Regions from separate parts of the Sarcophilus harrisii genome. Here region 1 is linked to region 2. The links are chromatin contacts, called in public Hi-C maps. All regions are on one chromosome and are shown on one strand. Each heading gives the region's core, a stretch centred on a gene start, on an enhancer-like site or on the middle of the called end of the contact. The rest is flanking DNA. Distances are from core to core; before and after follow the strand shown.

Region 1 (3,547 bases), core at 365-2,864, 190 kb before region 2:
GTTTTCCAGGCATTTAAAAAATGTTACAAGAGCTTTTCTTAATGACAGTAATTGATAACAAATGTCTGTTTTTTTTCCCCACTTAAAAATATTACAGGGCAAAAAAAAAAGCACAGCAGCTTTATCAAACTATTTTACTGACCAAAACTAGAAGAGAGTTTTTAAGAAATTAGCAATGGGAGCAAGGAGAGGAAACATTAACTGACCTACTCCGGACTGTTTCACAAATGCCTCATCTGATCCTCACTACATGCCTGGGAGACAGATGCTGTAATTCTCACTTCACAGTTGGGGATTCTCCGGCAAACAGGGTTAAGGGGCCTGCCCAGGGTCGGGCACACTGCTACTGAGTGTCTGAGACCGAAGCCCTCCGGACTCGGGCCCAGCCCTGTCCCTCTGCCACCGTTCCCTGCCGGGATTCTGCACTCTAATTCTCAGGCTATATTTCCGCGGGCCCTTCGTCCGTCCCCTCCCACTTACGGCGCTTCCAGGAGGAAAAGACCCAGGCCAGCTGCTCCGGGGGAGGGCGAGCGAGGCTCTGCCCCTCAGACGGGGACCCTGCAAGCCCCGCCAAGATCGTTTCCTCCGGCGCAAAAGGAGGGAAAAGCGGCTCCGGGTGCAAGAGCAGGAGCTAGGATTACTGTCTTGTCCCCAACGAGGAAACACCACCCACATCGTTACTTTTGTTGCAACTTTAGCCCTCGTTGCTAGAGCCGGGAGCACCTGCTCTTGCCCCCTCCCCTCGGAGCCGCTCTCGGGGGATGGGCCAACCCCACCTCCACAGCCCCACACGCCGCCCGCCCGGGGGGTAGTCGGGGAAACACTCAGGAGGGCCGGACTCCCAAGATCCCTCGGGCGTGTCAGCCGAACAACAAAGCGAAAGCGAAGGTTCTCAGCGGCCCAGACAGTCAGAGAGGGCCCGGCGCCGCCTGCGCCCGCGGGGAGGCAGGGCGGGGGTCGCGGCGGTCACTGGAACCCCGGCTTGTGCCCTGGGGAGGGGGAGGCCCGGGCCCGTTTCCTCCCTTACCCCCGCGCACCGAACACCGGCGGAGCAGCCGGCGGGCTCTGGGCCCCGCGGAGCTCGGCACGGACGGGGGCGCGAACTTGCCGAGCCCTATCTGACGGACGGGGAAGCTCGGGCTCGGAGAAGACTGGGCGCCGGACCGCTTCCCCTCGGGACGGCGGCGCGTCCCGGCCCAGGAAGGCCTCCGGGGTCCCCCACGCCCGGGCGCTCCGGACGCGAGAAGGTCCCCACGGACCCGCTCGGGACTGTGACAAAGGCTAAGGACACGGCTCCCGCCCGCGACCTCGGGTCCAGGGAGAGCAGCTGCGGGCAGGCCGCCTGGGGTCCCCCTCCCCACAGCGCAGGCCGGACGGTGGCCGCCAAGGGACGCTGACGTCAGGCCCGGGGGCGGCGGCGTCTGCACCGTCATGGTGCCGCGCGCGAGACCCCAGGAAACCAAGTGGGGCCGGGAGGGGCGGAGAGGTCCGGCCGCGCCCGGCCCTGAGGGGCGGCGGACACTCACCGAGGGTGCCGGGGGTCGCCGCGGGTCGCTCCGCCGGGTCGGGGACGTGCCTCAGCGAGCCGCCGGCCGAGTTCCGCCGCTACAAATGGCCGCTCGCGCCTGCGCACTGCCGGCGTAGGGGGCGGGGCCGCGCCTGCGCAGAGTGCCGGGGGCCAATCCGAGGCGGGGAGCACGTGGGGAGCGGCCCGGGACCGGGTCGGACTTCCCGAGGGCAGCCCCGGGACGCCCAGGTGGGCTCTCCCTTCCCTTTCCCTGCTTCGTTAGGTTTGCTTCCTCCGCCTGGTGCGCCTTGTGGCTTTCTGCCTCGTGGCCTTTCCCCAGCGGCAGCAGAGATCCGGCTCGCTTCTTACCGGGGCCCCCAGAGGAAGCAGGGACTGCTCTCCCCGCCCCCCACCCGGAGGCGAGCCCAAGGGGGGGCGCCGTGATACACCTTCCCGCCCCAGGCACGGGCACGTGGCGTGAAGCCGCTGCACGCGGCGCGGGGGAGACCGAGCGCCCCCTCCTCAGGCGCTCCCGTCCCACGCGCGGCGCGGGGACTGCGCCCGGGAGGAGACTGCGGCCCGGCACGCTGTCTCGCGCTTTCGCCCGAGTGGTGGTAACGAGTCCCCTCCTGGGCGCGCTGCAGTCCGGGCGCCTTAGACCCCCGCCGGAGGCGGGTCGGAGGGCGGGCCCTCGGGGCGCTAAGCTCGAGGCCCGGGCCCTGGAAGCCTCCAGGCGGGCCGGAGGGGGGCGTCAGCGCCAGGTTAACTGAGGCTGCGCCACTGGGTCCGAGGTCGCGGTCAGCGGTGTGGCGGGGCCCTCCCCCTGGGCTTCCCGCACGGGGGCGTCGCAGCCCCTTACTCCGGGCGCCCCCGCAGCGCCGCGTCTGTAGTAGCGACCAGTCAGTCAGGGCCGGGAAACTCCTGTGGACACTTTGTGGGGAGTCCGTCGGGGGAAGCGTATAAACTCCCCGAGAGATACCTGGTCAGCGGGAAGAGAAGCCTGCGCCTCTAGAAGAGGCGGGAGGCAGGCTTCCGGGGAAGGGCTTGCAGGGAGCCAAGGAGCCGGGTGGGAGCAGCTCCGTAGCTGCTGGTAGATACCTGTGACGTCCTGAACATGCGTAGGACTGCTTGCCGTGGGGGGAGGGAGGGAGGGGGGAGGGGAAAAGTCGGGACAGAAGCGAGTGCAAGGGACAATGTAAAAACCAACCCAGACGTGGGCTCTGTCGAGAAAAAGTTATAATTTCTAAAAATACATAAAAAATTAAATAAAAGAAAAAATCTAGATCTAAAATCTAAAAAAATTAAAAAATTTAATGAGCATGGTTAGCATTTTCTCCATTACTTTCTTAAGGTCAGATAACAGAATAAACCAAGCCCTGATGTGTAGCGTTTGCGGATTTCTGAGGTCTGAAGGCAAGCACTGAACACTTAATAGTAGCCGTCTCTAACAACATCATGGTCTTTTCCAGTGGACAGGTAGTTGCTGGAACTTTCTTTTCAATCAATCACAGAGACGCAAGTTCTAGATCTTGGAATGGCTTTGTTTATTTTTAGTTTTAATACAGGTAGGATTTATTTAGTGCTTGGGGTTTATAAAGAAATTAATGATGACAGATTTTTTTTAGAGGAAGAAAAATTCATCAAATTTCATTAATATATTGAAGAAATGGATTTTCTGTTCCACGTTCCACACCCAGAGAACAGTATTGTTCCCATCACTGGCACCCCACCTCTGTGATATCTCATATCTTCAGATGAAGATGAAGGGTCTTCTCGTATGTCTCAGCGAAGTATCCTTTGAAGAAAGATGTGGACAAGATTAAAGGGTTGGTTCTTGAAGACAGAAATGGAGAACATGAATGAGCTCTCAGAAGTCCAGCTAGGAAGGGCTTGGAACATCAGGATTTTATCTATGGGTAATGGGGAGCTAATGGAGATTTTTGAATGGGGAAATCTGTGATCAAAGTAGTGTTTTAAGGAGATGCTGCCGCCAGACACCGAGCTCCCTCCGCTTCATCCGATATTTCCTAACATCAGTCT
Region 2 (3,818 bases), core at 130-2,629:
GTTACATGTCCAAGACCAGATTATAAATTCTTCTTGACTCTGTCCAGACCTAGGCCTATTGTGCCACCTAGCTTCTCATTCAGGGAAGTAACTTGCCTACATCAGCATTAAAACCTGCCTAGCTCCTCACTACCATTTTTGGGTCTTCATATCAAGTTAAACCAAAAAAAAAAAAAAAAAAGGCATTTATTAAGCACCTATTGTGTGCCAGGCACCGTGCTAAGTATTGGGGATATAGAGGAAAGCAAAGACCGTCCTGCTGTCCAGGAGCTCACAGATTAATGGGGGAGAAAACAGCAACAATATGATAATAGTGCCTACTAGGTCCAACCCAATGCTTGGCACTCAGCATTAATATTTAATATTATTAATATTATCAATAGTAATTGATATTCTCTTATTTGAGCCTCAAAACAAGACTGGAAGGTCGGTGCTATCCTTTATTTTACAGTTGAGGAAACTGAGGCAGAATTAAGTGACTTGGTCCCGGTCGCCCTGCTAGTAACTCTCCGAGACTGGATCTGAGGAGCTCTGCCTCCAAGGGTCCCCCTCCAACCACCGAACCCCGTCGATGCTCCTCGCAGGTTGCCTGCCGGTGTGCAGACAAGATGGATGAAGGGCGGCTTGGAGATAATGGGGAGCGGGGAGGCGCTAGAATAAAGGGGGCCTTTATTGGTTGTCTCCTGCCGGATCCCTCTCTCCAGCCAGGAGAACACATCTCAGGGGAGGGGAGGCGCGCTGGGGCGGGGGAGGGGTGTGCAATGGACTTTTCCTTAACATCACAACTAAACACGGACCACAGGATTCCCTCTTCTCTGCCTTCGGGTCCCAAGAGAAACATTTCCTGTAGACATGGGACCTGTAGGAAGCCGGGCGGCACAGAGGACCGGGGAGAGCCTCTCATCAGGGAGGGAGAGCGCGAATGCCTGGGGCAGGGAGAAGGGCTCAGGGTGGCGGATCTCCTGGAACGGGACACGATGTGAGGAGGAAAGGGGGAGGGAGCAGGTCTGGAGGGCTTTGAATGTCAGACAGAATCTGTATTTGCTGCTGCAGGCAGTAGGGAGCCACGGGGGTTTATGGAGTAGGAGAGTGACAGAGTCAGACCTGCTCTTTCGGGGGTGGAGGGGAGAGACAGGCTGACCCATCCGAGACTAACGCACCGATGCGGGTGAAACTGATCTCAAGAAGGTGAAATTGACCGCAAGCGGGTGAAATCGAAGCAGCGGCGGTGAAATCGAAGCAGCGGCGGTGAAATGGACTATACTCTCTGCTTGGGTACCCTAGCCTTGCAGCCGAGAGCGCCGCCGCGCGGGAGCTGAAGCCCCTCCCACCGGCGGCAGCCCAGTGCCCATTGGTCGGCTCGGCGAGGAACTCTCGGCGTAGAAGCTTCCGGCACACATGCAGACACTCGGCTGCTTCAGTCGGACGTCACGGCCTAGGGCTCCCAGAAGCTGAGTCGACCGCCCGGTGCGTGGGGAGGAGTCAGGGCCTTGCCCACCCTTTTTCAGGTGGAGCCCGAGAGCAGACCCCGGGACTCTTACCCGGCGGCCCCGCGCTTCGCGGGGATTGTTGTTCACGCTCTCGCCCCTCCCATTGCCCCAGCTGGGTTTGTTTCCCCACTTCCATGTGGTCTGGAGAGAGGGGCGGGGCTCTAAAAGTGGGGGCGGAGTCAGGACGAATGGGCGCGGCCTGAAAGCCGTTTCAGCCTTTCCTCCCCTTTCGCTATCTCTTCGCCTCTTGAGTCCAAAGAAAGAGGCGGGGCCTGGCCGCAGGGGGGGGGGCCTGGGCCGCTCCCTCTTTGACTCTTTAGAGCCCCGGGGTGGGGGGGCGGGGAAGAGGGCGGGCACTTCTGCTCCTTAATCTAAGAGGCGTGGCCTGAGGGCCGTCTCATCTTTCTTTCCTTTCCTCCAGAGCCCATTCGGGAGCGAACGGACTCCACAGTGCCGCGTGGCGCGCATTCGGAGGCTTGTCGTCATCTCTGCGCGCGCCGCCGTCCTCAGCTCTACGTCATAAACCGGCGCCGCTGTCGCTAAGGAAGAGGTTGAACTGAGCACCGCTGCAAGGCATCCCGGAGCTGGTGGGTCAGGGCCGGGGAGCCTGGGGGCAACTGGCGGGGGGCATCTGCCAGGGCAGAGCGGGAAGTCGGCCTCAGACCGTGCTCCCCGCCCGCCGGAGGTGCTCCATGGCCAGGGGCGGGGGGGAAGAACCAGGGACAGGGGGGCAGCTTCTGGGCGCGGGCTCCCTTCCGCCGAGGCTGCCCCTAAGACGCCTCCTTTTCACAGAACATTCCGCCTGTGCCGATTCTCCTGGCCTGAAGAAATGAGCGTCCAGGTAAGGGGAGGTGTGACCCCGCCCCCGAAGCCCAGCCCCCTCCCAGCTTGCAGCGACCCTCCCCCCCGCCCCCGGGGGGCTCCGTGTGTGCGCAGTAACCCTGGCCGGGGGGGGGGCCCTGGGCAAGGACTCAGCTCGGTTTCCCCGCTCTGTGAAGCGGCTTGGAGCGGGAAATAGCCGCTCCTCCCGGTGCCCCCGCCAGGAGGCCCCAAACGGGTCCGGCGAGGGCCCCTGCCAGGAGCAGGTGACGTAAGCGCGGCCCGAGGAGTTACGTCATTGATGATCTCTTCCCTTGTGGCACCTCCTTCTATTGGGGGCGTCCTCCCCCGACCTCCCAGACCGCGCTTCGGGACCCCCGTGGGGAAGCACAGAGTTAGGCCTTGGTGTCAGCAAACGTTTGCTTCTGTCACGCATACCTGCCTACCCTGGGTTTCTTAAACGTTTCTCGGGCAGAAGGGGAGTGAGCGGGAAGATTGGAGAAGCCCTGTCCCGCCGGCCCGAGGTTCCTCTTGGTCCGGACCTTTGTTCCTTTGGCCCCAGAAAGCCCAAGATCGGGGTCCTCACAGTTTTTAACTAGGGGCCGGTTCCCTGTGCGTCAGACTGTGTGCGGGAGGGCCGGGCTACAGCAAAAACAAAACCCTTGTTCTGTGGCCTTTAAATAAAGGAACTTGGCAGCCCTGGGGGCTGTGAGGGGGACAGTGGGCCGCGGGGCCGCAGTTTGAGGGCCCCTGCTAAGGGGTTGTTAGGAGAGCGTTGGCTGGATAAGGAACAGGTGAGGAGTTTCTCTGAGTGATGGGATTCCTCTTCTTTTTTCAGTACAGCATTCTCTTCAAGCAAGAACAAGGTATGAAACACTGTTCCGGCCTTCATTTCTCACCAGAAAGCAGCGTAATGTAGATTTGCAGGGGTGAAAGAAGTTCTTCGCTAGATCCCCGCTATAGTAACGACATCACAGGGTTGGTCTGAAAAGGTAGCTCTGGGCAGATAGTGTTTTAATCCACCCGGGACCTGTAAGTGGACGCCTCTGTGCCAGTGGACTGGATTTCGTGGTTCTTAGGGAGCTTTCCAGCTACCGCCTCCTTTTTAAAAACCGTGTTCTCTTGTACGGTTTAAAGCTATTTTAATCTTTTGGGCTTTGATTGAATAGAAAGGTAATATAGCTGCTCCAAACCCCTCCATTAATGGAGGCATGGAACTAGATAGGTGAATTCTATAAATACATGATTGAAACAGACTTCAGTATCTCAAGGACCTCAGTGAATTTCATGACTGTGGAAATTCATTCTGCCTGCAAACTCCCTGCCATAGCATGTATCTTTTTGAGTTCTTGTGCTTGAAATATAACTCTTATGATGAATAATCATTTTTCCCTATCCTAGCTCATGATGATGCCATCTGGTCAGTTGCCTGGGGGTTGAATCAAAAAGATAACTCTGAAATGATTGTCTCAGGATCCCTGGATGATCTAGTCAAAGTGTGGAAATGGT

Evidence for each region. Hi-C and Micro-C count contacts between places; a contact is called where the count stands out from the background.
Region 1: a Hi-C map of heart shows a contact between it and region 2, with 7 times the contacts expected there. The contact joins the promoter of PSMA4 here to the promoter of WDR61 in region 2. A contact is called at or near these places in 2 of 3 Hi-C or Micro-C datasets (fibroblasts and heart).

The regions. Positions count from the first base shown.
Region 1 is chr2:629,532,736-629,536,282 of mSarHar1.11, reverse strand. PSMA4 (proteasome subunit alpha type-4) reads right to left here and starts at 1,614. Exons shown (of 9, transcript XM_031956783.1): 1 at 1,527-1,614. HYKK (hydroxylysine kinase) reads right to left here. Exons shown (of 5, transcript XM_012540559.3): 5 at 3,035-3,547.
Region 2 is chr2:629,344,684-629,348,501 of mSarHar1.11, reverse strand. It overlaps WDR61 (WD repeat-containing protein 61), which reads left to right and starts at 1,379. Exons shown (of 13, transcript XM_031956776.1): 1 at 1,379-1,467; 2 at 1,912-2,077; 3 at 2,283-2,331; 4 at 3,153-3,175; 5 at 3,711-3,816. The coding sequence starts at 3,770. LOC116421976 (a long non-coding RNA gene) reads right to left here and starts at 1,346. Exons shown (of 4, transcript XR_004232574.1): 1 at 1,161-1,346.